Linked DNA regions of Mus musculus: all the other regions are linked to region 2. Evidence: chromatin contacts called from public capture Hi-C and promoter capture Hi-C data. All regions are on one chromosome and are shown on one strand. Each heading gives the region's core, a stretch centred on a gene start, on an enhancer-like site or on the middle of the called end of the contact. The rest is flanking DNA. Distances are from core to core; before and after follow the strand shown. Region 1 holds the start of Rhbdf2 (rhomboid 5 homolog 2). Region 2 holds the start of Fbf1 (Fas (TNFRSF6) binding factor 1). Region 3 holds the start of Ubald2 (UBA-like domain containing 2). Region 4 holds the start of Ube2o (ubiquitin-conjugating enzyme E2O). Region 5 holds the start of Smim5 (small integral membrane protein 5). Region 6 overlaps Prpsap1 (phosphoribosyl pyrophosphate synthetase-associated protein 1). Region 7 holds the start of Cygb (cytoglobin).

Evidence for each region. Promoter capture Hi-C pulls out the DNA fragments that hold promoters and counts their contacts. Capture Hi-C pulls out chosen DNA fragments and counts their contacts.
Region 1: a contact with region 2 is called in a promoter capture Hi-C map of liver, with 2.5 times the contacts expected there. The contact joins the promoter of Rhbdf2 here to the promoter of Fbf1 in region 2. A contact is called at or near these places in 2 of 39 promoter capture datasets (the C10 cell line and liver) and 2 of 115 datasets of contacts at active chromatin or transcription factors (bone marrow-derived macrophages and embryonic stem cells).
Region 3: a promoter capture Hi-C map of pancreatic islet shows a contact between it and region 2. The contact joins the promoter of Ubald2 here to the promoter of Fbf1 in region 2. A contact is called at or near these places in 2 of 39 promoter capture datasets (cranial neural crest and embryonic stem cells), 1 of 15 datasets of contacts at CTCF or cohesin (the NIH/3T3 cell line), 1 of 484 Hi-C or Micro-C datasets (embryonic stem cells), 10 of 115 datasets of contacts at active chromatin or transcription factors (the NIH/3T3 cell line, the SCID.adh cell line, craniofacial prominence and 7 more) and 4 of 9 other capture datasets (adipose tissue, embryonic stem cells, liver and 1 more).
Region 4: a capture Hi-C map of embryonic stem cells shows a contact between it and region 2, with 2.2 times the contacts expected there. The contact joins the promoter of Ube2o here to the promoter of Fbf1 in region 2. A contact is called at or near these places in 2 of 39 promoter capture datasets (the 3T3-L1 cell line and maxillary cranial neural crest), 1 of 115 datasets of contacts at active chromatin or transcription factors (large pre-B cells) and 1 of 9 other capture datasets (embryonic stem cells).
Region 5: a contact with region 2 is called in a promoter capture Hi-C map of pre-B cells, with 2.7 times the contacts expected there. The contact joins the promoter of Smim5 here to the promoter of Fbf1 in region 2. A contact is called at or near these places in 1 of 39 promoter capture datasets (pre-B cells), 1 of 115 datasets of contacts at active chromatin or transcription factors (pancreatic cancer cells) and 2 of 9 other capture datasets (adipose tissue and pancreatic islet).
Region 6: a contact with region 2 is called in a promoter capture Hi-C map of liver, with 3 times the contacts expected there. The contact joins the enhancer-like site here to the promoter of Fbf1 in region 2. A contact is called at or near these places in 11 of 39 promoter capture datasets (the C10 cell line, cranial neural crest, embryonic stem cells and 6 more), 2 of 484 Hi-C or Micro-C datasets (bone marrow-derived macrophages and olfactory sensory neurons), 9 of 115 datasets of contacts at active chromatin or transcription factors (astrocytes, embryonic limb bud, embryonic stem cells and 5 more) and 5 of 9 other capture datasets (adipose tissue, embryonic stem cells, liver and 2 more).
Region 7: a contact with region 2 is called in a promoter capture Hi-C map of adipose tissue. The contact joins the promoter of Cygb here to the promoter of Fbf1 in region 2. A contact is called at or near these places in 1 of 39 promoter capture datasets (neural stem cells) and 1 of 9 other capture datasets (adipose tissue).

What each region holds. Positions count from the first base shown.
Region 1 is chr11:116,622,768-116,626,025 of GRCm38.p6, forward strand. It overlaps Rhbdf2 (rhomboid 5 homolog 2), which reads right to left and starts at 1,453. Exons shown (of 19, transcript NM_001167680.2): 1 at 1,411-1,453.
Region 2 is chr11:116,166,839-116,169,837 of GRCm38.p6, forward strand. Fbf1 (Fas (TNFRSF6) binding factor 1) reads right to left here and starts at 1,340. Exons shown (of 31, transcript NM_172571.3): 1 at 714-1,340; 2 at 295-390.
Region 3 is chr11:116,432,578-116,435,887 of GRCm38.p6, forward strand. Ubald2 (UBA-like domain containing 2) reads left to right here and starts at 1,517. Exons shown (of 3, transcript NM_176902.3): 1 at 1,517-1,851; 2 at 1,982-2,044. The coding sequence starts at 1,732.
Region 4 is chr11:116,579,843-116,582,863 of GRCm38.p6, forward strand. It overlaps Ube2o (ubiquitin-conjugating enzyme E2O), which reads right to left and starts at 1,605. Exons shown (of 18, transcript NM_173755.3): 1 at 1,170-1,605. The coding sequence starts at 1,571.
Region 5 is chr11:115,898,412-115,901,757 of GRCm38.p6, forward strand. Smim5 (small integral membrane protein 5) reads left to right here and starts at 1,728. Exons shown (of 3, transcript NM_183259.3): 1 at 1,728-1,931. The region is part of intron 7 of Recql5 (RecQ protein-like 5); the gene reads right to left.
Region 6 is chr11:116,469,008-116,472,053 of GRCm38.p6, forward strand. Prpsap1 (phosphoribosyl pyrophosphate synthetase-associated protein 1) reads right to left here. Exons shown (of 10, transcript NM_026364.1): 10 at 1,809-2,548. The coding sequence ends at 2,390. Among named protein-coding and RNA genes, the nearest start is that of Qrich2, 16 kb to the left of the region's middle. Within about 2 kb of position 1,449, at least 14 of the 459 cell types and tissues checked have an H3K27ac peak or open chromatin away from gene starts, as enhancers often do. A contact at or near this core is called in astrocytes and liver, where this site is marked.
Region 7 is chr11:116,652,452-116,655,807 of GRCm38.p6, forward strand. It overlaps Cygb (cytoglobin), which reads right to left and starts at 1,862. Exons shown (of 4, transcript NM_030206.4): 1 at 1,326-1,862. The coding sequence starts at 1,468. It also overlaps a transcript of Prcd not described here.

The DNA.
Region 1 (3,258 bases), core at 203-2,702, 460 kb after region 2:
AGCTAGGGGAGTCAGTTCTGTGTTCAGAAGGAAAATTCCAGTTGGTCACATGGCATTCCGCTATCCGGGAGACCTCAGCTCATCCAGCTTTGGGAAACTCCATGGGAACAGAGCTTGGTCCTGCCCTTCCTCCATCCCCAGGGCTACTCTGGCTTACCTTGAGCTTATCCTGTGTCTGAAGCTATCCTGGGTAAAGTACTACAGACCTGTGCTTCGAGAGAGCCACTGTTCCCAGCTTCTCCTCCACAGGGCCAGTGGCCAGCCAGGGCGAAGCCTGCCCACCTATCTCTTTATCTCTCACTGAGATTCGTCCTGGCCCTTCCCAGCCCCTGGAGAAACTTAGGTAGGGAGAGAAATTCACAAGAAGTACCCTAGTGGGCTGGTGGTCATAGGACGGTCACTCAATGTTGACTTTTGAGGGGCCAGATTCTGTACTGTGGGGCAGACCTGTGATGGCCAAGTGTCTCCAGGGATTGTCAAATATCCTTAGCGGGCAAAAGCACCCCTAAGCTGAGAACCACTGCTTGAAACCAAGTTTCATTTTCTTCTCCCTGACTACAATCACAACAGCACAACATAGATGCTGGGGACAGTATTTCACCACAAGATGTCACCCACACTGGAACCCCCAATGCAGCTGGTTGAGAAACAGCAACCGCTCCACCTATGAGGCAATCCCTCAGGTACACCTCACCTTCGCTCTCTATGTCCCGGCCCTACAGACTCGCGGCTCGGTGTTTCCTGGAGTTGAATCAAGGTATGGACCTGGCTTCCCTTCTGCCCTGGGGTTGTGGTAGAGACCTGGGCCCTACAGACCTTTCGCTCCCTAACTTTCAATCCAATGCAGAAACATCAGCTGGGGGCCCAACTCTCCAAACCCCTCGGTCCTTAAGCCAGGACTCCTGAGTACACTTTCTGAGCCGCGGACTACTCTGGCGGTGTGAGCCTTCCCCATCCCCCACCCCCGCACCTGTTACTACCACGGCGGCGAAGCTCCACGCACAAAACGCTGCCCGAGGACTTTGGAAGTTCACCCGGGAGACAGGGGAATATAGTCTTAAGGTCTAAAAGGGATTTCTGGTTGGAGGCGGAGTCGCATGTTCCAACACTGGGCAGTGCCCTCTCTTCCTCTCTGGGCTTTTAAACTTTTGCGCAAACCACGCGCCCAGACATCTGGTGACTGTGCCCCGGGGAACCCCTTTAGGCGTCCTGGTCCCAGCAGAGGCCAAGGATCTGCGGGAGGGATCCAGCGGTCCCGCGGGCACAGAGTCCAGCCTCGGCCTCTAGGGCGCTCTGCGGGGCGCACAGCCCCCGACCTTCCCCGCGGCCGAACGGGGCAGCCCCGTGAATCCCTGGCCACCCGCGGCCTAGCGGACCCGAGCTCCGCCGCACCCAATTCCCCGTGCTCACCTCTCGGAGGCCCCACGTCCCGGGAAGCGGCTGAGAGCAGAGTGGGCAGCGGCGGGGCGGCGGCTACAAGGCTGAGCGCCAGCGCTCCGCCTCTTCCCTACCTGCGCGAGGGCGCAGGGGCGGGGACTGGGTGTGGGCGGGGCCTCATTGAGGCGGGGCTTCTTGGTGTGTGGGCGGTGCTTCGGGGGGCGTGGTCGGCCCGCGGCTTCTGCCTGGGCTTGTAGCTCCTGCTGCTCCACTTATGGCCACATTTAAACACTTGCCTAGCACACAGATCTTAGGTTCGATCTCCAGCAACACACGCGCTCACACGGACACACCCCCATAACAACCAAGCAAAAACCACTCAATTTCCCCTTCTCTTTCTCGTGTGACCTCAGGCTCCTTTGACTCCAGGAGCCTCGACTAGGCTTGCATCCTTTCCAGAATCCCCGATCGATCGCTGCAGCTACATCGTCTAGGAAGCCTTGGCCTTCTCTAGCTGCTGTCTCTCCTTCGTCCATTAGAATGATCTCTCCTCAGGCCTGGCATCCCTTCTAGGCCAGACCGGGTCCTTGCTGGAAGTTGGGTCTTGTCCCCTTAACCACCCCAGGACTAAACACAGAGCAGTTGGAAAGGCAACCGAGGTATATGCTAGTTCTTGGGACTGTCCCTTAGGAAACTGTGAATGTTGCTCTGCACCCAAGGACACAGAGGCTTCTTGCTAAGGCTGAAAGCTGGCTCTCACAGTAACTGGCAATAGATGCAGAGGAAGGCCCTCCACATCTCCGTGTCATGAACAGCCCCCAGGCCCAGGCTTTGGATACTCTAGCCTGGCCAATACTGACCAAGTAACTTGCTTTGTTGGCTGTAATGAGAAATAACTATATATGACTCCAGCTAACAGAGCCGGGGGTTCAAATCCTGATCTGCCATTGACTGCTCCTGTGGTCTTAGATGAATCCCCTAAGCCTCCTCGGTCTCAGCTTTCCCCTCTCTGTGTGGTAGCAGTAACAGGGAGCATTTGTGGGGCCCCTGGCTCTAACTAGCAGCTGCTGTTATCTTTGCTATTATTAGTAGTGGTGACGGCCGGCCCTCCCTCAAGTTTAAGCCACAGGCTTTTATCCTCCTTAGCCCACGTCTCTAGCCACCTTGAGCCCATAGGAGCTGGGCTGTGCCTCCTCATCTCCCTCCTGGACCCAGATATCCCTCCCTTAACTCGGCTCTGGGTGGTGCCATCTTGTGATGTTCTTACCCACTTCCTGGTAGAGTACCACTCTTCATGTTCGCGTACCTAGCCCTGTACGAAGGCCTACATTTATGACACCCTGTCCAACACTCCCATGCTCCCACCTACGAGCACTCGCCGGACCTGTCAGCTCCTGAACAAGAACAGCAGGCCGGAGAAGGGCAGGGGGTGCCACTGATACAGATGCCTAGGGCCTGGGTTAGCCCCTCACTTGGGATTTGATGTGGAAACTTACGGCAGGCAGGAAATGGCAGAGGAACGAACTAGACCTGTACCCCCAGGTCTGGAGTCCCTATCCTCAGCCCCTGCACCAATGGCCTCAGTCTTTCTTTCTGAAGTCCTCGCCCAGCCAGAGAGTATGGAGAGACCACCACCAGGGGGCGCTGCAGCAGAGCTGCTTTCAGAGGTGAGCCAGGTCTCTGGGCTCTTGTTGCTCTTAACCACCCTGCCCCCAGTCTGCCACGTTGGTGGGTTGGGTAGAGCAGAGGTTAAAAGCACTGACTGCTCTTCCAGAGGTCCTGAGTTCAACTCCCAGCAACCACATGGTGGCTCACAACCATCTGTAATGGGATCTGATACCCTCTTCTGGTGTGTCTGACAGCTATAGTGGACTCATATAA
Region 2 (2,999 bases), core at 90-2,589:
TGGGTTTGAGGCCAGCCTGGTCTACAGAGTGACTGCTAGGACAGCCAGAGCTACACCGAAAAACCCTGACAAACAAATCAAAAGAGACAGAGATGAGTATTTGAGCTGGACTGGATCCCCAGTACCCATAGGGGCTTACAAACTGTCACTCCCATCGGGGACAGATGAATGGATCGATGTGTTTTTTGATTGCCCAGACATGCATGTGGTGCACAGACAGACACACAGACAAAACACCCATACGCATAAAATTAAAATTTTAAAAAGAAGAAAAAGTTAGGCAGTGCTTCATACCTGCAATCCCAGCACTTGGGAGGCTGAAGCAGGATTGCTGAGTTAGGGGCCAGCTTGAATGATATATATAGTGAATTCTTGGGCTAGGGTAAGCTCCTGCCGCAAGAAACAGATTGGGGGAGGGGTGGGAGGGAGAGAGAATACATGAGGATTCCTTATTCACTTATCGGCCTTTCCTTGGCTTGGAGAGTATTTTAAAAGTAGACCATATCCTTTACCCTGGAAGTGGTGACAAGTGGAGCCATTTGGAAAGAGAAACCACATCCGGACTCAAATCCCTTGCCAGGAAACTCTCTATAGGCTGCATCTAGCACAAAGCCTGACAGTGAGTTCACATATGATAAACATTTCATACAGGGAACAGAATTTCTCAGCATTTCCTACCTCCTCTTTGTCTCTTACACTTCACCCAAACCCACCTTCACGTGCCTAGGAAGAAAGGCAGCTGGGGCGCTCATCTGTCTTCTCGGTGTGCCTAGTCTCTTATTAAAATGCAAAGTGTATCTGGGGTTGTGGACACAGGGGAATGCTTGTGTTTCTCCTGTGCAATGGCAACTTTAGCGATCTACAAGTCCAAACGCGTTTTCGCTCATATCACATCAAAGAATTTCTGCTATCTCCTATGCATTCCGTCGCAGCTTCCCAGACAGGGCCGGGGGTACATTTTCTAGGGGCAGCTTGTAATGGCCAAAGTGTTCCAGAATATTGTCACGTCTTCACATATTCAACCAACTCCATGAAGGCATTTTAAAATCCGCGAGCCCGCCCCTCAGCCACAGCGGGTCCCGGAGTGTAGCGCCAGGCCAGGCATTGTGCCTCTCAATGTTCCATCCCCCGCGCGCCCATCCCGTCTGAATCCAGACACAGCCGAGCTTCTCCCTAGTCCCTAGGGGCCCTGTTAAGAGCTGTCCTTTCAGAAACAAGGCCACGGAAACCAAGCCCAACCAGATCCCAGGGTTCCGACTCCACTCAGTGCGCTCCGTTCGGCCAGGCCTACCACCTCTCCGCCGGCGACAGTCCCACCTCGCAGCCTCTGGCCTCAAATAGACGGTGGCGTGGAGGATTCTAGGAACTGTAGTCCGTCGCCCGTTCACTAGCGGGCCGAACCACAGGACTTGACCGGAAGGACTACATCTCCCAGCGTGCCCCGCAGCGGGGGCAAGGCGTCTGTTGGATGCTCCGCGAGTTGCTAGGAGCTGTCTCAACGTCACTCCCGTGAAGCGCGGGGAAAGCATCTCCCGACTAGGTGCAAGGGAGTTCCTCAAGTTCGGAGGGCTAATTGGTGACCATGATCTTCTTCTTGATCAATCATAAGGTCAAAGCTGCTCTGTCAGAAGACCCAAAACTATCAACAAAGGCACACAGTGGACATGCCACGCCCAGAATCATAGCGTTTGAAACCTAGGCTAGACCTAGATTGTCAATTTCCTAGGTCAAAACTGGCTGTTGAGACCAGCTACATAATAGTGTCTCGGAATTAACACAACACACTTTCTTAGGTGCAATCCAAAGAAGGAGTAAATAAATCTCTAGCCAGAGGCAAGGTGGTGCTCTGCCAACACAGATGCTCCAACTCTCTACAAATTTAATTTTAAAAAATTGTTTTATATGTGCTGATGTTTAGATCGAGTCCACCCTCCATTGTACTATTGTACCTGCTCCAAATCTTCCCATAGCTGTTTCCTCCCCAACTTCATGTGTTCTTATAGAAAAGAACTTAGTGCCTTGAACCCAAGACTACCAGCCCAGGGATGGCACCACTCACCATGGGCTAGGCCCTCCCCCATTGATCACTAATTGAGAAAATGCTTTACAGCTGGATCTCATGAAGGCAATTACTCATCTGATGCTTTTTCCTCTCTGATGACTCTAGGGTGTGTCAGGTTATACACAAAATCAGCTAATACACCTGTCTTACAAGGAAAGAGAGGAGAAGGAAGAAGGAAGAGGAGGAAGAAGAGAAGGAAGAGGAGGAGGAAGAGAAGAAGGAAGAAGAGGAGGAGAAGGAAGAGGAGGAGGAGGACAAGGAGGGGGAGGAGGAGGGAGAGGAGGGGGAGGAAGAAGAGGAGGAGGAAGAGGAGGGGGAGAAAGGAGGAGGAGGAGGGGAAGGAAGAGGAGGAGGAGGAGAGGGGAGGAAGAGGAGGAAGAGGAGGAAGGGGGAGGAAGAGGAGGAGGAGGAGGTGGAAGAGGAGGGGAGGGAGAATCTTGTATACAGTTTGTAGGAGGGAAATGGAACAGACTCAGGAGAAAGCAACCATACCACGGATGATGTCGGCCGGAAGCTAATCAAGCAGTGCTGCCTAAAAGGGACACAGGTTCTCTCAGGGACACCACATAAAAGGGACACAGGTTCTCTCAGGGACATAACATAAGAGGGACACAGGTTCTCTCAGGGATATCACATAAAAGGGACACAGGTTCTCTCAGGGACATCACATAAGAGGGACACAGGTTCTCTCAGGGACACCACATAAAAGGGACACAGGTTCTCTCAGGGACATCACATAAAAGGGACACAGGTTCTCTCAGGGACATCACATAAGAGGGACACAGGTTCTCTCAGGGACACCACAGACCAAGCACAGGAGTGTCTTGGGAATGATAACTCACACTCTTTTTTTTTTTTTTTTTTTTTTAAAGATTTATTTATTATTATATGTAAGTACACTGTAGCTGTCTTCAGACACTCCAGAAGAGGGAGTCAG
Region 3 (3,310 bases), core at 267-2,766, 270 kb after region 2:
TCTGGTAGGCTAGGAGAGCTCTCCAGCCAGCTGTGCATTCATTGGTGTGCAAACATCAGTTGTAACCTTATTCTTAGCTAGATACTTTCTAAAAAACGGGCAAGTTCTCTTAAAGAGAACATTTAGTCCTTTTAGGTAAAATAAAAAGAGTTCAGTGAGTAAAGGCGCTTGCTGCCAAGTTTGTCAACCCCAGTCTGGTTTTACACCCACACCATGGAAAGCGACTCTCACTGCCTCTGCCTTCACTGGCAAAGAAATAGAAGTGAGGTTTGCTTTCTTCTGTTCTGTCCTTCTGTTCTGCACACCCTAACTAGTTAGAACCTTCGCTGTAATTAGTTCTGATGAAAAACAGTATATGTCTTCCTGAAACAGGAGCCTTCACAGTAAATTCCCAATCCGATCCTCCAGATCAGGGTGGAAACAGTTCCTGCCCGCTCCCCATGGTCTAGAATCCTTGGATAAGTGGGGCTCTTATACCATGTGTCATTTTTTCCTACCAGCCAACTTCACCATCTTGTGTACCTTAAATCATCTTTAGGTCACTTTAATACCCAATACAATGTAAGTTTCATGTGAATAGATGTATCAATGTCCTCTTGATCAGGGAATAATGACAAAGAAAATGTCTTCATGCTGAAAACAGGTACTTTTTTTTTTTTTTTTTTTTTTAAAGCATAAGGTTTTTAAACCCCGAGGCTGGATTATGCAAAGCATGCCCTGGCACTGGCTATTCCCCCCCACCCCCGTGTGTGTGTGTGTGTGTGTGTGTGTGTGTGTGTGTGTGTGTGTGTGTGTGTTTGGAGAGTTTCTCTATGTAGCCCTGCTGGCTGTCCTGGAACTAACTCACCATGTAGGCAAGACTGGCCTCGAACTCAGAGCTATCCGAATGCCTCTACCTCCCACTGAGCCCTGAAATTAAAACCATGTGGTCACTACGCCTGGTTCTTTTGTGTTGTTTTGTTTTGTTTTGTTTTGTGGTGTTAAGAAATTGAACCCAGGATCTGTCTGCCATGTTTCAAAAGTTTTCTTTTTCTTTTCTTTTTTTTTTAAGAGAGACTGTTTAGAAGCTATTTAAAAATTTAAATACTCTTGAGAGTCGAGTAGCTGCGAAGGTTCTGTGTGTTTTCTATTTTGATCGTTCTGTTTCTCGAGATGACCACATCTTTCAGAGGAAATGAGTCAAAGCCACTCCGTCTTGCTTTTCCAGCTGAGCATGTTCAGTTTCAATGAAGTAATGAATGAACTTGGCCAGCACCACCCCCACGCCTACAACAGCAAACACTGATGACCTCCACCAATCAGAACGCGGTCAGGGTTTTCGAGTTGAGTTCAAACAGGCCTACGGTAGGCCAATCAGCGCATCACGCCCCGCCTCCCGATGGCGGCCCCAGCCAACCACCAACTCGGAGGAGCCAAAACACGGAGGCTGGCCAATGCCGGGGTGCCCCCGCGGCACCGACTCCGCCAATGGGCGCGGCCAGGCGAGGAGAGAAACAGAGCGGCCGGGCCCGCCGCAGGATTCGAATCGAACGTCCGTGTGGGAGCCGGCGGCTGGCTGGGCTGCGCGTGGGCCAATCAGCGGCGTCGGCTCACGGCCCCCGAACGTTGGGCCTGGCGGCCCCGCCCCGCGCTGTTGTTTGCGGCGTCGGCGCGGCCGCGCGAGCCGAACCACAACATTCGCCGGGCGGCGGCGGAGCTGCGAGCGTGAGCCCGGGGCGGCCGCCCAGCGCCATGTCGGTGAACACGGACGAGCTGCGGCACCAGGTCATGATCAACCAGTTCGTGCTGGCCGCGGGCTGCGCGGCCGATCAGGCGCAGCAGCTGCTGCAAGCGGCGCACTGGCAGTTCGAGGTGTGCACCGGGCCGGGGTCGGGAGCGCGCGTGGGAGCCGGGGGCCGCGTAGGGGGGCCGCGGCGGGGGGGGGGGGGGCCGGGGCGGCCAGGCCTCGCTCACGCCGCTGCGTCCCGTATTTTGTCCGCAGACCGCCCTAAGCACGTTCTTTCAAGAAAGCAACATTCCCAACAGCCACCACCACCCGCAGATGGTAAGTGTTCCCCAGGGCCGCGGAGGGGGCGCTCGGTGCGGCAGGGTCGCTGTCAGCCGCGCCGGTGACAGCCATGTTGCCGGGGAGCGGCGCGCCGCGAATGTAAACAAAGAGCCAAAATGTCTTCCAGGAAAGAGCGCTCCCAGGCCGGCGCTGGCTCGCCCAACTTTGGGACCCGCCTCCAGGCCGCTGGATCGGGGCCTGAGGCCCTGTGCTGGGCGCTGTGCCCTGGGTGTAAGGGCCTTGGTGTTGGGGAGGTGGGGGTAGAAGGAAGGGAAGACGGCTTCCAGCAGGATGTTGCGATTCTGATAGCAGAGGATGGGGAAGGGGCTCGAGGATAACCAGACCTTTGGGGACTTCGGGGTGGTGGGGGACTGAGGGATTTGTGTCTTGATGCAAAACACACACACACACACACACACACACACGACTGAGGTAGGGATTTGTGTCTTGGTGCAACAAACACAGCCGTGTGCACACACACACACACACACACACCACCCACCCACCCAGTGCTGCAGGAAGCAGGGGAGGGATAGATCCACCCTGGCTCCGGAAGTCCAACTCTACCCACAAAGGTAGGCTGGCCCTTCCAAAGCCTCCAGGGAACATAACCTTTATGGAGGATATACAGATTTATATACCTAAGGTGAGGCCAAGAATTTCTTTTAATCTCAGTATGTTAAGAAACAAAACAGTCCAGGAAATAGTTCTTGGAGCCTGGATTTGTCCTCTTCCAACTTGGCTCCAGGCTAGAGCCTTTGCCCTCTGGCCAGTGGGTACCCTGCTTTCCTGAGGCCAGGCACATCCCTTCTCTGCTCTAACTCCTAGTTAGCTATTAGCTCCAAACGTGTAGGAGGGCCTGAGCCCAGGAGAGGGGTGGTAAAACATTATTCCCTAAGAGATCTGCCATTGGACTTTTTTGTTTTTTTTGGTGTCCTTGTCCCCAGGAGACAAGACTACATGTGGATCTTCTGCTGTATCTTGTTCTCAGCACTTTTTTCTTCTGACAAAAACGAGCCGCCCCCCCCCCTCCCCGCGTGGTGGCGCACGCCTTTAATCCCAGCACTCAGGAGGCAGAGGCAGGCAGATTTCTGAGTTCGAGGCCAGCCTGGTCTACAGAGTGAGTTCCAGGACAGACAGGGCTACACAGAGAAACCCTGTCGCGAAAAACAAAAAAAAAAAACAAAAACAAACAAAAAACGAGGGGGGATGCTCAGGAAGGAGAGTCTGCCTCAGTTTAAACTAGCTCTCAACATTTGGAGT
Region 4 (3,021 bases), core at 355-2,854, 410 kb after region 2:
AAAAACAAAGACATGAGTCACCATACAGCCTTATATTAATTTCTGAAGAGCCCCCTGCGATTGTTTTGGTGGCTTGGCTCCTCTATACTGTCTAGGCTTGAGGTGAGAATATCTTAATTTCCAAACCAATCTGAACAAGTTGGCAAGGTTTACTCTCAAAATAAAGTAGAATGGTTTAGGACGTAGCTCTACGTCAAAGTGCTGGAGGTTTAGCATCAAGTTCCTGGGTTCAACCCTCAGCACTGCAAAAAACAGTGACTTAACAGCCTTCCCCCAAAGCAGATCTCTCACTTCCAGGGACCTGATTCATGCTTAGAAATGTTTCCTGATGGGGAGGGGCAGGACAGGAGGAGCTGTGAGGTAAAGATATGTGAGAGACAGATACAAAACCACACACTCAGGAAAACAAGCCTGCAAACCAATCTTGGCTTAGGTTTATGATGTCAGTCCGCTCTTGTAGAACTGCTCCATTCACAAGCCTCTTTCCCGAACAGTGGGAGAATGTGGTATTTGCTTAAGAGCCCCAGGTTAAAACCAAAAGAACGAAAAAACAAGATGCAGCTTTTCCCATTGGTCCCTCTCTCTTCTGTCCACGATTTCATAGGCCACCCCACCCCAAGAAGTCCTAGACACCCAGTCGCAGCTGCCACCATCTCCCTCAGTACTATTAATATCATGGCCCTGGACTGGTTCATCATTTCCCTCATAAAGTTCTCCGAGGCAATTCAAAGGATGCAGAGGGGTTACAACAAAAAAGACGTGGGGCCGCTGCCCCACCATGCATTCCGTCAGCATCTGCTCAACTTCTTGGGTTTTCACCTCTATCTTTGTTTTGGAATACCCACAGCCAAGCCCTCCCCGGCACGGCCTTCCCTTCGGAAAGCACAATGCAGCACGGACCTCCTTTAGCGGTGGGGGTTGTAAGCAAAAAACGCCGCACTAGTGTAACGCCGAACGCGCCTCAGCGCCCGAGGAGGTCCCCACGGGCATCCGTGCGCGTCCATCACCCCGAGGCCAACACCACAGCCGAGCATCGCTCGCAAGGCCCCTCCCCTCGCCCGGAGCAGCCCTGCCGGCGTGCGCGCCCAGGCCGGTGTGATGACGGTGCACCGGGCGACGAGGCGGCGTTCCCCTCCCCGAGCCCTGCCGACCGCCCCGGCCCGCCTCACCTTGGTCTCCTTCACATGCTGCTTGACGCCCTCCGGGTACCACTGGACGCGCACGTAGCCGCGCCGCAGAGGGCTGGCCCGGCCCTCCTCGTGGCCCGCGCCCCCGGCCTCGGAGCAGCCCGAGCTGCCGCGGCCGTCATCGTCGCCCTCCGAGTCCGAGTCCTCGCCGTGGATGAGGCGTACCAGCCCGAAGTGCACCGAGCCGCGGTAACGGCCGGACACCAGGTCGTGGGAGAACAGCAGGCGCTGTGAGCCTGCTTCGGGGCCGGAGTCGGAGGACGGCCCTGAGGCCGAGTCCGTAGCGGGCGCGGGCGGCGGGGCGGCGGCGGCGGGGGCTGCGGCCGGGGTCGGGGCGGCGGCGGCCTGGGCCTGGGCGGGTGCGGGCGCTGCGGGATCCGCCATAACTGCTCTGCGCGAGTCTCGGGCGGCGGCAGCAGCGACAGCGGCGGCGGTAGCGGCGGCGGCAGCCTAAGGCGCGGGGAGGCGGGGCCGGCGGCGCGGGGGCGGGGCCGAGCGCGCTGACGTAGGCCTGCGTGCCGCCGTCGTTAGGGCGCCGGGATGCTGTTGCTAGGAGCCGCCGCCCGGTCGCTAGGGGACGCTGAAGATGCTTGGGGCGGGGGTGGAAGGACTGCCGCGGGGCGTGGCAGGGCTGCAGGAACGAAGATGGATTAGGGGCCTGAGGAAGGGTACTGGTCTACCGGAGTTGAGGGGCGGGGACTGCACGCAAAACTGACTGTAATTTCTTAAAAAAAAATTATGCCCGGGTCTGACGTGGTGGCCACGCCTTTAACCCCCAGCTCTCAGGAGGCAGAGGCAAGCCCATCTCTGTTTTAGGCCAGCCTGGTCTCAAAGCAAGTCCAGGTTACACAGAGAAACCCTGCCTCGAAAAAGCCAAACAAGCCAAGCAGTGGTGGCGCACGCCTTTAATCCCAGCACTGGGGAAGCAGAGGCAGATGGACTTCTGAGTTCTAGGCCAGCCTGGTCTACAGAGTGAGTCCAGGACAGCCAGGGCTACACAGAGAAACCCTGTCTCGAAAAGTAAAAACAAACAAAAGAATAAAAAAGCCAAACAAAAATTTTTTAAATGCGGTTTAGTTATGACACATGCTTTTAATCCCAGCACTTGGAAGGCAGAGGCAGGAGGATATCTGTGAATTCGAGGCCAGCCATGACTTACAAAGTGAGTCTTGCAAGGCAGTGGCACACACCTTTAATCTCAGCACTTGGGAGGCAGGCGGGTTTCTGAGTTCGAGGCCAGCCTGGTCTACAGAGTGAGTTCCAGGACAGCCAGGACTAAACAGAAAAACCCTGTCTCAAAAACAAAAACAAAAAACAAAAACAAAAACAAAACCCAAAGTGACAGGGGAGGGTATAGGGGGCTTTGGGGATAGCATTTGAAATGTAAATGAAGAAAATATCTAATAAAAAATGCCTTTAAAAAAACCAAACAAAGTGAGTTTCAGGACAGCCAGGGCTACAAAATAAAACCAAAATAAATAAATAAAATTAATTGAAATTTAAAATTTTATATATATATATATATATATATATTAGAAAACCCCTGTCTTGAAAAATCAAAAAAAGGTGGGGGGGGGAGAAAGAGAGAAAGAAAGAAAGAAAGAAAGAAAGAAAGAAAGAAAGAAAGAAAGAAAGAAAGAAAAGAAAAGAAGAAAAGAAAAGAAAAGAAAAGAAAAGAAAAGAAAAGAAAAGAAAAGAAAAGAAAAGAAAAAAGAGGCAGAGTCTTACTATGCAGCCCTGACTGGCCTGGACTCTCAGAAATCCACCTATCTATGTAAACTCACACTGTAAACCAGGCTGGTTTCAAACACAGAGATCTGCCAGTGTCTGCCTC
Region 5 (3,346 bases), core at 478-2,977, 270 kb before region 2:
AAAGGATGTTATGGTTGGGGGTCGCCAGAGCATGAGGAAGGCTGAGAGTCACTGTGCTAGAGGCACACAATGCTGAGAGCGGCCATCATGCCTAGTCACTCGTGAGCCCACTCACCAGGGAGATCCAGCCTCACTAGAGCCTCACTAGAGCCTCCCTCTCAGCCTCTAACTCCAGATGTTCCCCTGCGGATAACCACTTCCTGCCCAAGCTGGTGGCAGGAAGCCCACCTGGTGCAGGAGGCCAGTCTCTTTTCGGATCCCCAGGCTGAGGCCCTGGGAGAGGCCACTGTTCTATCAGGGTCCTTACAGTCATCTCTAGTGCCAGAAATGTGGTACAGGGTTGGGAACCAGAAGAGACAGCGCGAGGCAGGGCAGTTTGAGTGCCCAGGCTTAAGATTAGCCGGCACTAACAGCTTTGGAACAGAGGGTTTTCTTAGTCTGAATACTGCTTGCGGATCTGACCCCACACAGCAGGCTACTGTAAGGAAAGCAAATTGCAATGCCACCTTCTAAAGAAGTAGGGTCCCTCCAGCAAAGTGAAGAACAGCCCTAAAACTGCATAGAAGTGGCAGGAAGACAGCTGAGACAGCCACTGGGGGGCGCTCTTGCAGCCAGCTCCCACTAACACTGAATATACACGACAAATGTTCCCTCTGCCTGTACAGTGGTGGCCTGTCCTGTCTCTGAGAAGCTTTGGCATCTAGGCACTGTGACCATATGGTTGTCTACACCCTGCCCCAAGCCCTGGCTCACTGGGGTTTTGTGCTCAGATTCAAAGGGCTCCATTGACTGCAGAGCTGAGGTCAGTCCTCCCCCTGCAGCCTGGTCTGCTGGTGGCAAGACCGACAAACGTTAATGGGCCAACAGAGCTGTCATGCAGACAGCTGAGCAGAACGAGACCAGCAGTGACCTTTCTCTTAGAAGGACCCAAGGCCCCTCACTAAAACAAGCAGGCTACTTTTCTTTCTTTCTTTTTCTTATTTACTTATTTTTTGTTTTTTTCGAGACAGGGTTTCTCTGTGTAGCCGTGGCTGTACTGGAACTCACTCTGTAGACCAGGCTAGCCTCGAACTCAGAAATTTACCTGCCTCTGCCTCCCAAGTGCTGGAATTAAAGGTGTGCACTACCATGGCCGGCGCAGACTACTTTTAGAGTATCTAGGATCCTCATCTTCCCCCCAGATGCCCCTGGGTAGATGGCAGAGTACCACACCAGAGGGCTGCTTGAAAGCTTGCTGACGTGCTTGGGTGATCCTGTAGCCCGGTTTTCTTTCTGGCAGAGGGCAGAGAGAGCAGCCAGAGTGTGGCCCAAGAGACAGACCAGGGTGGTCAGGGACACAAGCCAAAAAGGCCATCCAGAGGGTGCTGGGGCACCCAAGAGCGAGTCACTCCACCCTCTTCCTCTGGCAACCTCAGACGGAGCCCCCCGGGGTTATTTCCACAGGGAACCACAGCCAACCACTTCTGTCATTAGCCCAACCCCAGCCCTCCGCCTACAGCCTACAGCCTACAGCCTGGCTCAAAGGCAGGAGGAGGGCAGAACAGGAGGAAGAATAAGAGAGGGAGCCGTCTGGGGATCCAGAGAGCAGAGTGGACCTCTAGGCAGGGAAAGGCATAGGGCGTGAAGGGCAAGTCAAGCTCAGGGGAGGACTCCCTGGGCTCCTCCTCACAACTGTAATTTGACACCTAGATCTCCAGGACAACCAACAACAAAAAAGCTGAAGCGATGAGGCGCTGAAGCTGGACAGCAGCTGGCTGTCAGCAACCGGGAGCTAGCACCAGGAGGTGCCCGAGTGAGAAGCAGCCGCCTAGGCAGGAAAGTGGCAGCGCTGGTGAAGAAGTCAAAGGTGGTGGCCAAAGGACTTCCAGGAGGTACATAGAGGCTCTGTACTGGGACACCTCTTCGAGGCTCCCCACTATCTGAGCTCCCAGGTAAGAGACACTGGCTAGAGGTGACAGGATCGGGAAAGGAGGGCAGCCAGGGTCTCGTATCTCTGGCGAGGAGTCACAGCTTAGCATGAGCTCGGAGAGGAACGTCTTGGGGGATATATTAGGCCACTCTCCTATGGGAATTTAGTCACCTCCTCTGTGTGTATACCTGAGTGCTCTTCCCCTGGGACCTGGTACTAGAGAAGGGGGATGTACTGCTACTCGGTGTGTGGCACAGGGGCTGGGGGCTGCTGGACACATCCATTTAAACCTTTTCTATTCAGTGAGTTTAGGATATGGCCCCCAATCTTGCTGAGCCTCCATTTCCGAAAGGATTAGGGCTGAGCCCTCCCTGGTTCTCAAGAAGGCTCAGGACAAGGTGTGCCCAGCCTGCTGAATGGCCTCTGGCCCCAGGAGCTGGTAGAGCCAGCAGCAGAACTGCCTACTTGGATGCTGGACAAGAGCAGCAGCTTTCCTGTCTTTTGGAGTTCTGACCTGCTCACCGCTGTGTGCTTCCGGCTCAGGATCATCCTAGGGAGGAGTCTCTGCACCCACTTAGATTACCAGGACCCCTGATCCTCCTTTGGCAATGATCTCTGAAAACTGAGCCAGGGATATGCACCCTAATTCAAACCCCAAGTTTGGAAAGGAGTTTGTGACTACATGAATGAGTTTGGAAAAGACCCCAGAGTCTCTTCCACACTAACTACTGTAATGGTTGCCCCCAGACAGCTCTTCTCTTCAGTCCTTGTGCAGGGCAAGCACAACCTTCTTGGGCAGGGCCTCACGAGAGGAGGCTGCTAAGCCCTTCTGCCTCCTGTCCTCACACTGGGGTTCAAGTCCCCGTGAGACGTCCCTTCCAAAGCAAACACACTGTTATCCAGTAAGAAAGAAAAACATCATTCAGTTTTGGAAACCAAGGGGAGGGCCGAGAGTCTCTTTGGCTCAGCAGAGGGGGTGCACTCTGGTTTGTGTGGGACTGGGAAGCTAACTCCTGTGGTAATACTAACAAGTGTGCAACAGAGGGACTGCACTGCAGCTGAGCCACATCTGGGACACACAGGCTCCAGCAGTCCCTGAGCTCAGAGGGAGGCCCAGCTTCTATGGCTGCAGGAGAGGAGCTCGCTTAGTTTCTATTGGCCACCAGAGCAGGAAGTTCTCTCCATTGTCTAGAAAACTTGGGGACCAGGGCAGCAGAACCACCAAGGCTTCAAGCACCCACTTTTGACTCCAAACCGGAGCCCCAGCACTGATGGAGTTGCTCAAACACTCAACAGGCACAGTGGGCATCTCTGCCCTGCTGGTTAGGCTCTGACCTCTCAGGTCTCTCACATCTGTTGGTTATGTCTCATTCGAGATGCTCCTCAACGGACAAAAGGGGCTGAGAGCCCCCATGACTCTTATCAGGCACAGACACG
Region 6 (3,046 bases), core at 199-2,698, 300 kb after region 2:
CTGGCCACGTGTATCAGAGATTACAAAAACCACCAGGCAGTAGCATGTTCTAAGTCAGGAACTATCTGAACTATTAGTGCTACATACATCTTTAAAATCCCTATTTTGAAGCCAGGGGAAAGGGAAGTATTAGCTGAAAATGCCACTTTTAGAATTCAGAAGAACCTCTATTTCATCTCTAATTTTGTACCTGTGGATCAGATGTCAATGTCACCTGCTTAAGACAGGGTCTCATGACATCTGCAGTGTCTCTGCCCTCCCCAGTGCTAGAATTATCAGTGTGTGCTACCAAGCCCATGATGGAACGCAGGTCATTGTGCTTCTGCGGTAGGCGCTTTACTGAGATAACTCTCCAGTCCACAACTGCAGACAGACCTAGAAAGGTCTAGCTAGCTGTGTACCTTGACTAGTTAAGAACAGACTGCATGGCTCATGCCTTTAATTTCAGCACTCAGGAGGCAGAGGCAGGCAGATCTGAGTTGCAGGACAGTCTGGTCTACAGAGTGGGTTCCAGGACAGCCAGGGCTTCATAAAGAAACCCTATCTTTTTTTTTTTTTTTTTTTTTTTTAAGATTTTATATGAGTATACTGTAGCTGTACAGATGGTTGTGAGCCATCATGTGATTGCTGGGAATTAAACTCAATACCTCTGCTTGCTCCGGTCTAAAGATTTATACTAGATGTAAGTACACTGTAGCTGTCTTCAGACACATCAGAAGAGGGCACCAGATCTCATTATGGATGGTTATGAGCCACCATGTGGTTGCTGGGATTTGAATTCAGAAAGAGCAGTCAGTGCACTTAACCGCTGGGCCATCTCTCCAGCCCTGAGAAACCCTATCTTGAAAAAGACCCCACACCAAGTCTCATATGACACTGGGGAGATGGCTCAGAGGGTAAAAAACACTGTGACCCAAGCATGAGAAACCTCAAAACCCATTTCAAAGGCCAGGCATAGCTACACATGCCTGAAACTCACAGGTCAGCCAGCCAGCCAGCCAGCCAAAACAGCAAGCAGCCATCGTTGTTCATGTCTTCGGTCTTAGAGAACAAAGCACCGGACAGGCACACACCCCTCTCCATATGTGTGTGTGTGCTTCTCCTGCCCACTAGGCTACAACTTTTTCTCTGCCTCCAAGCTAATTATCTTAATGACCGAGTCCTTTGCTCAGTTTTTCCCTATGTGGCCCACTAACAGAAGGCAAGCTTCTTTGTGAGCTTGAAAAGGCCAATGTGCACAAGGTCCTAATTGTGGGTTGGGAACCTTCCTCATCATTAAGGGATAAAAAAAGAGTGGAGGAAACTTCCCTGTAGTGAAATACAATCACACAAATAAGACTCCTTCCTGTCTGCCAGAGCCCATTAGCAAGTCCTCTTCCTTTCCTGGGATGGCCCTTTTCTCTGACTCCTGGCTCTGAACTGGAGCAGGCTCAAAGGTCCAAGCTCTGCTGTGTTTGCAGAAGGCCTCCCACAGTGCAGACTAGGGTTGTGATGGCCGGCAACTGCAGTCTCTTCAGCAATGCAACTAACAGCACCACAGCTCACAAGGGAAGATGACCACTCAGTTCACCTTTTTAGGGACTGGCGACAAGGCTCAGTGGTGGAACACCTACCCGGCATGCAGGAGGCCCTAGGTCCAATCCCCAGAACTGTCCAAATCACACAATCCACACACACAGATGCGCCCACAGTGCTTAGGAAGGGAATGGAGGCCATGGGAGACACATCTGTGGCCCGCTGAAGCCATGGACCTGACCCCCGTTTTGAACCCAGTTTCTTGCACAGCACCGACAGGCTTGTCACGGTCTAGGAGGGAGCTGGGAGCTCAGCAGCCGACTGAAGACCCAAGGGAGACAAGGAACTTTTATTTGCAGCTTCCGAGTGACACGGTTCTGAGGGACAGGGTGCTACTCTCTCATCTGACTAGCTCAGTGAAAGCAGGCAGGGACACTTCCTTGTTTAATGGCAGCAGGCACAGCAGTTTCTGAAAGAAAAGTGACTCCCTGACAGATTCAGTTGACCTTGTGCAGGGAGAGGACAACTGCACACACCAGTGCCAGGGCGGCTCAGCTGCCTTCCCAGAGCAGACACCAGTGAACAAACCGTCAGGGTCTGCTCAGCACTAAGAGCAAGGCTGATGACAGGGACAGGAGGGCCGTGCCATGCACCCAGTCTTGGGCGGTCAGGCTTCTTGTCTTACTGGAAGGTGTTACCAGCCTACAACTGGATGCCTGCTTATTCAGCAGAACACATTCCAGATAGGTACTGCACTCTGAATATGGGGAGAGAAGGGAGCCAGCAGCCTGGTAGAGACTCCCTGACTGCAGCCCATTTGCAGGCTGACACCCCGCTGTGTCTGTCCGCCTCTGCAGGTCAGGGCAGCTCTGAGCTAGTCATCCACTGTGATGTTCCGGAAGAGGTAAGCCATAGACTCTCCATTGTGGATTCTCCGAATCGCCTCAGAAAGAATCAGGCTGATGTCCACAGTCTTTATCTTGGGACACTGTAGTTTCTGAAGTTCATGAGGGACAGTGTTTGTCACCACCACCTAGTTACAAAGCGACGACAGAGAGTACAAAGTTATGCAGGTGAGCCAGGAAGTGGCTATGCAGAAAAGCATTATCTAACATTTAATTTAATGCCCACAGTCCAAGCCCCAAAACAAAACTTTTGCTGCAGAGGGGTTTCTGTAGTGGTACTGGGGACTGAACGCTTTACACAGGCGAGGTGAGCACACTACCACTGAGCTACACCCCAGTCTTGGCTTTTTGGCTTTCATTTTGAGGCAGGGTCTTGATATGTAACTTAGAATAGGGCACAACTGTAATTCATGTCTCATTTGCTTGGATTACAAACATAAAATCACATGTACTAAAGTACAGACTTTACAAACCAAGCATCCAGGGCTCAAACCTTCTGTCTTAGCACTGCCCAGACCCAACGACACTCAACTATTTTCAAGGAAGAATTCAGGTACCACATGTGACTCTAATGACATGAAGATCTGAAACAAATTTTCATGTAAATCCCAATTCCTACCCAGCCA
Region 7 (3,356 bases), core at 612-3,111, 490 kb after region 2:
CTGTGGGCCTAGGGGGTACGACAAAAGACCAAGAGCAGCCAGCTGGGGATGCGGACTGGCGTATCTGCGACTCTATTCTCCACTGTGTGCTTGTGTGTGGGTGCCCACGCTGCCAATCTGGGTCTCCGAGTGTCTGCAGCTTCAGGGTCCCACGGGCCCTCCTTGGTTCCTGTCCCCCGGGGCAGCGTTGCTGGGTCAGAGAACTCTGAACTAGCTGCCCCTTCCTCTTCCCCAGGAATCCTCCCCTAACTCCGCCAAAGTGCTTCGACTCTCTTCCTCCAAGATCTATTTCTGAGTTGGAACCCAGGCATATCGGTAGGGAGCAGGGGAGGTCCCAGGCTTGCAGGAGGCAGAGGCAGAGGGAGAAGAGGAACCAGGGAAGGGGTCGGGGGACTGAAAACAGCTGCATCACAGCTGTTCCGCCCCCGGGTTCCACCCTATCCCCACACAAGGCTGCCCTGCTATCCTAGAATTGAAAGCCTGGGGGCTGAGGGTGTATGTGGGGGTTCAGCCTGAACCCCTGGGCCCAGCGCGTGGAGGAAGAGTACGGGTTTGATTTGTAACTACAGTCAGTCTCTAGTTTGTGGGGCTTGGTGACATTATCAGGGTGCGGTGTATAAATACGGCGTCACTTGGGGGCAGGGGGGGGCGCCCTCAGGGATTCTGGGGCCAGATGCTATACTTCTTACCTGAGTGGGGTCCAGAGTGGGGCCCTGTCTCTTGAAAGCTGGCCCCCCCCCCAAGCCAAAAAAACTCAACCAGGATTGCATCCCAGGTACCTGCTGGCTTCACTCCTGTCTCACCTGCAGCTCGGCAAAGAGGGGCAGCCGGGAAGCTTGACCTCTTGACCTTTACCCCCCCCCCCCGCCCCCCAGCTCTCTGCTGTGTTCTTCTGAAGGGCCCAACTGGACAGGGAGTTCTGTTTCCTCTTTAACCCCCTTCCTGACTGAGCCTCAGTTTCTCTGCCCATTACTTAAAGAGGGGGAGCTCCTACCGTTCCCTTTGAGGGCTGGTCGGATGCTGGACATACATCTTAGTGGGATCACTAGGGTCACTCGTGAGGAGGACTGACTGGGATGGGTGAGTTCTGAGGCCGGGGAGACCAAGCGCTCTCCTGCATCTAGTTTCTGATGGTGAGCCCCACTCTCCGAGCTAGAAGGCATCAGCTAAGGTTTCCATCGCTCCAAAGCACCCCTGTCACCGCGACCCGTCCCCAGTCACTGGGGAGGTGGCGCCGGAGCTCGCAGCGGGCCGAGCCCGCCTCTGCCCGCAGCCGCTGTCACCCTTCCCGTCCTGGGCCCCGCCAAGAAGGGAGCGACACCTACCTCACCAGGATGGCCACCCCCACGTCCTCGCAGTTGGCATACAGCCGGGCCCACGTAGCCTGAACCGCCTTCCTCTCCGCCTCGGACAGCTCCTCGCTCCTCTCCCTACGCTCTATCTCCATGTCGCCCGGCACTTTCTCCATGAGCAGCTCCGAGCCCAGCGCAGCTTCGCTCGGCGGCGGGCGCGGGGAGCCGAGGCCGGTGCGTGCGAGGCGGGCAGGAGGGCGGGCGGGCGAGGAGTAGAGCGCCGGAGGGAGGGAGCGTGTGTCTGTGCGCGCCGGGTGTGTGTGCGCGCGGGTGTGCAGGGTATATGTGCGGGGGGCGGGGGACTGCGAGCTGGGGGCGGAGATGTGGTCTGCTGGGGAAAAAATGTTTTTTAAAAAAAATCCGCTCCAAAAAATCCAGTCCTGTTTCTGGGAGTCAATTTTGGCAAGGTGAAGGTTAGGCGGGATGGGGGTGTCACGGCTGGCGTCTGCCCGCCTGACCACCCACCCGTTAGCAAGGCCACCGCGGTCCCGGCTGGGAGAGGTAGGTGTGGCCAATGTGCAGAAGGGGCTGGGAGGATCAGGGGGTCACGCGGTGATGGACAGCGCCGGGTGTACTGGCGTGCGCCCCGGGCTGGTGCGGAGCTGAGGGTGCGGGTCTCAGCTCTCGACGTGTGGTGTCTGGACGTGTGTGTGTGTGTGTGTGTGTGTGTGTGTGTGTGTGTACACCCTTCACGAGGTGGGGATCTGACTCAAAGTCAAACACACCCAGGCATCGCCTGCTTGGGAGGAGGAACTTGCAGACAAATCCGGGCTTCCCCTGTAGCCCCGCCACTCCTGAGCCTGAGACTGGGCCGAGGCACCCGTTGTCAGACGTGGGGACCTCGAGTTCTGGCAGGTTTAGAGCGATGGGCAGTCTCTCTTCCCATCTGCTGGTCCAGCTGGCTCTTGTGAACTTGTGCACATGTCCAGTCTGGGGAGCCAGAGACCCGTGCCCCACTTCCCTCCCTACGCCTGCGAGCAGGGAGTCCTGAGAAGGTAGTTAATGATAGGTAGATAAGGACCAGACACTGTCCTGAATTACCGTCCTAGCCCTAGCCGTGGTGGAGTGAAGTTCCACAGAGAGGCAGTCAGTCAGGTATGATGGAGAGGCTCTGGGGAGCCGGAAGTCCTGAGTAAGGCACCGGACAGTGAAGACATTTGTCACCATCGAGAGTTCAGTTTGAGAACCAGAAGGCAGATCCTTCATCTCCTTCTTAGACTGCTCAGGGAGAGGTGACACTGGGACAGAGGGGAGGAGTGCAGTCTTGAGAGACCCAGAACCCTCACCCTGCCAGCAGTTGCTCAGACCTGGCTGTAGACAGCAGGGACCCTGAGACCACAGAGGGCCTGCCTGGTCCTGACACAGATAAGTGCACTGTCTCTGGTTCTCCTCAAGGCTCCCAGCTCAAGATGAGGAGGAGCCCTGCTGCCCAGGAAGTGAGTGGCTCTCCTCTTCAGCTTGGGTCCCTGTTGATTTAAAATCTTTAAAGGTATTTGCCTCACAAAACTTGATGATCTGAAGAGTTCCGGCCCTAGGACCCACGGGGTGGAAGGAAGAGATTGACTCTTTTTTTTTTTTTTTTTTAAAGATTTATTTATTTATATGTAAGTACACTGTAGCTGTCTTCAGACACTCCAGAAGAGGGCGTCAGATCTTGTTACGGATGGTTGTGAGCCACCATGTGGTTGCTGGGATTTGAACTCCGGACCTTCAGAAGAGCAGTCGGGTGCTCTTACCCACTGTGCCATCTCACCAGCCCGAGATTGACTCTTACAAGCTGTCCTTTCTCACACACACACACACACACACACACACACACACACACACACACACACACACACTAATAACAAAAAAATTTTAAATTTAAAAAACACAGACTTGAAGGTTCAGTCACAGAGGGTTAACAAGAACCTTTATAGGCCCAGCAGGCTGCTCCCTGGAGCTCAGGGTTGGGGTGTCTGATGTTACTCCTGGCCAGGAGACATTACCTCCCACCTTGTTTAG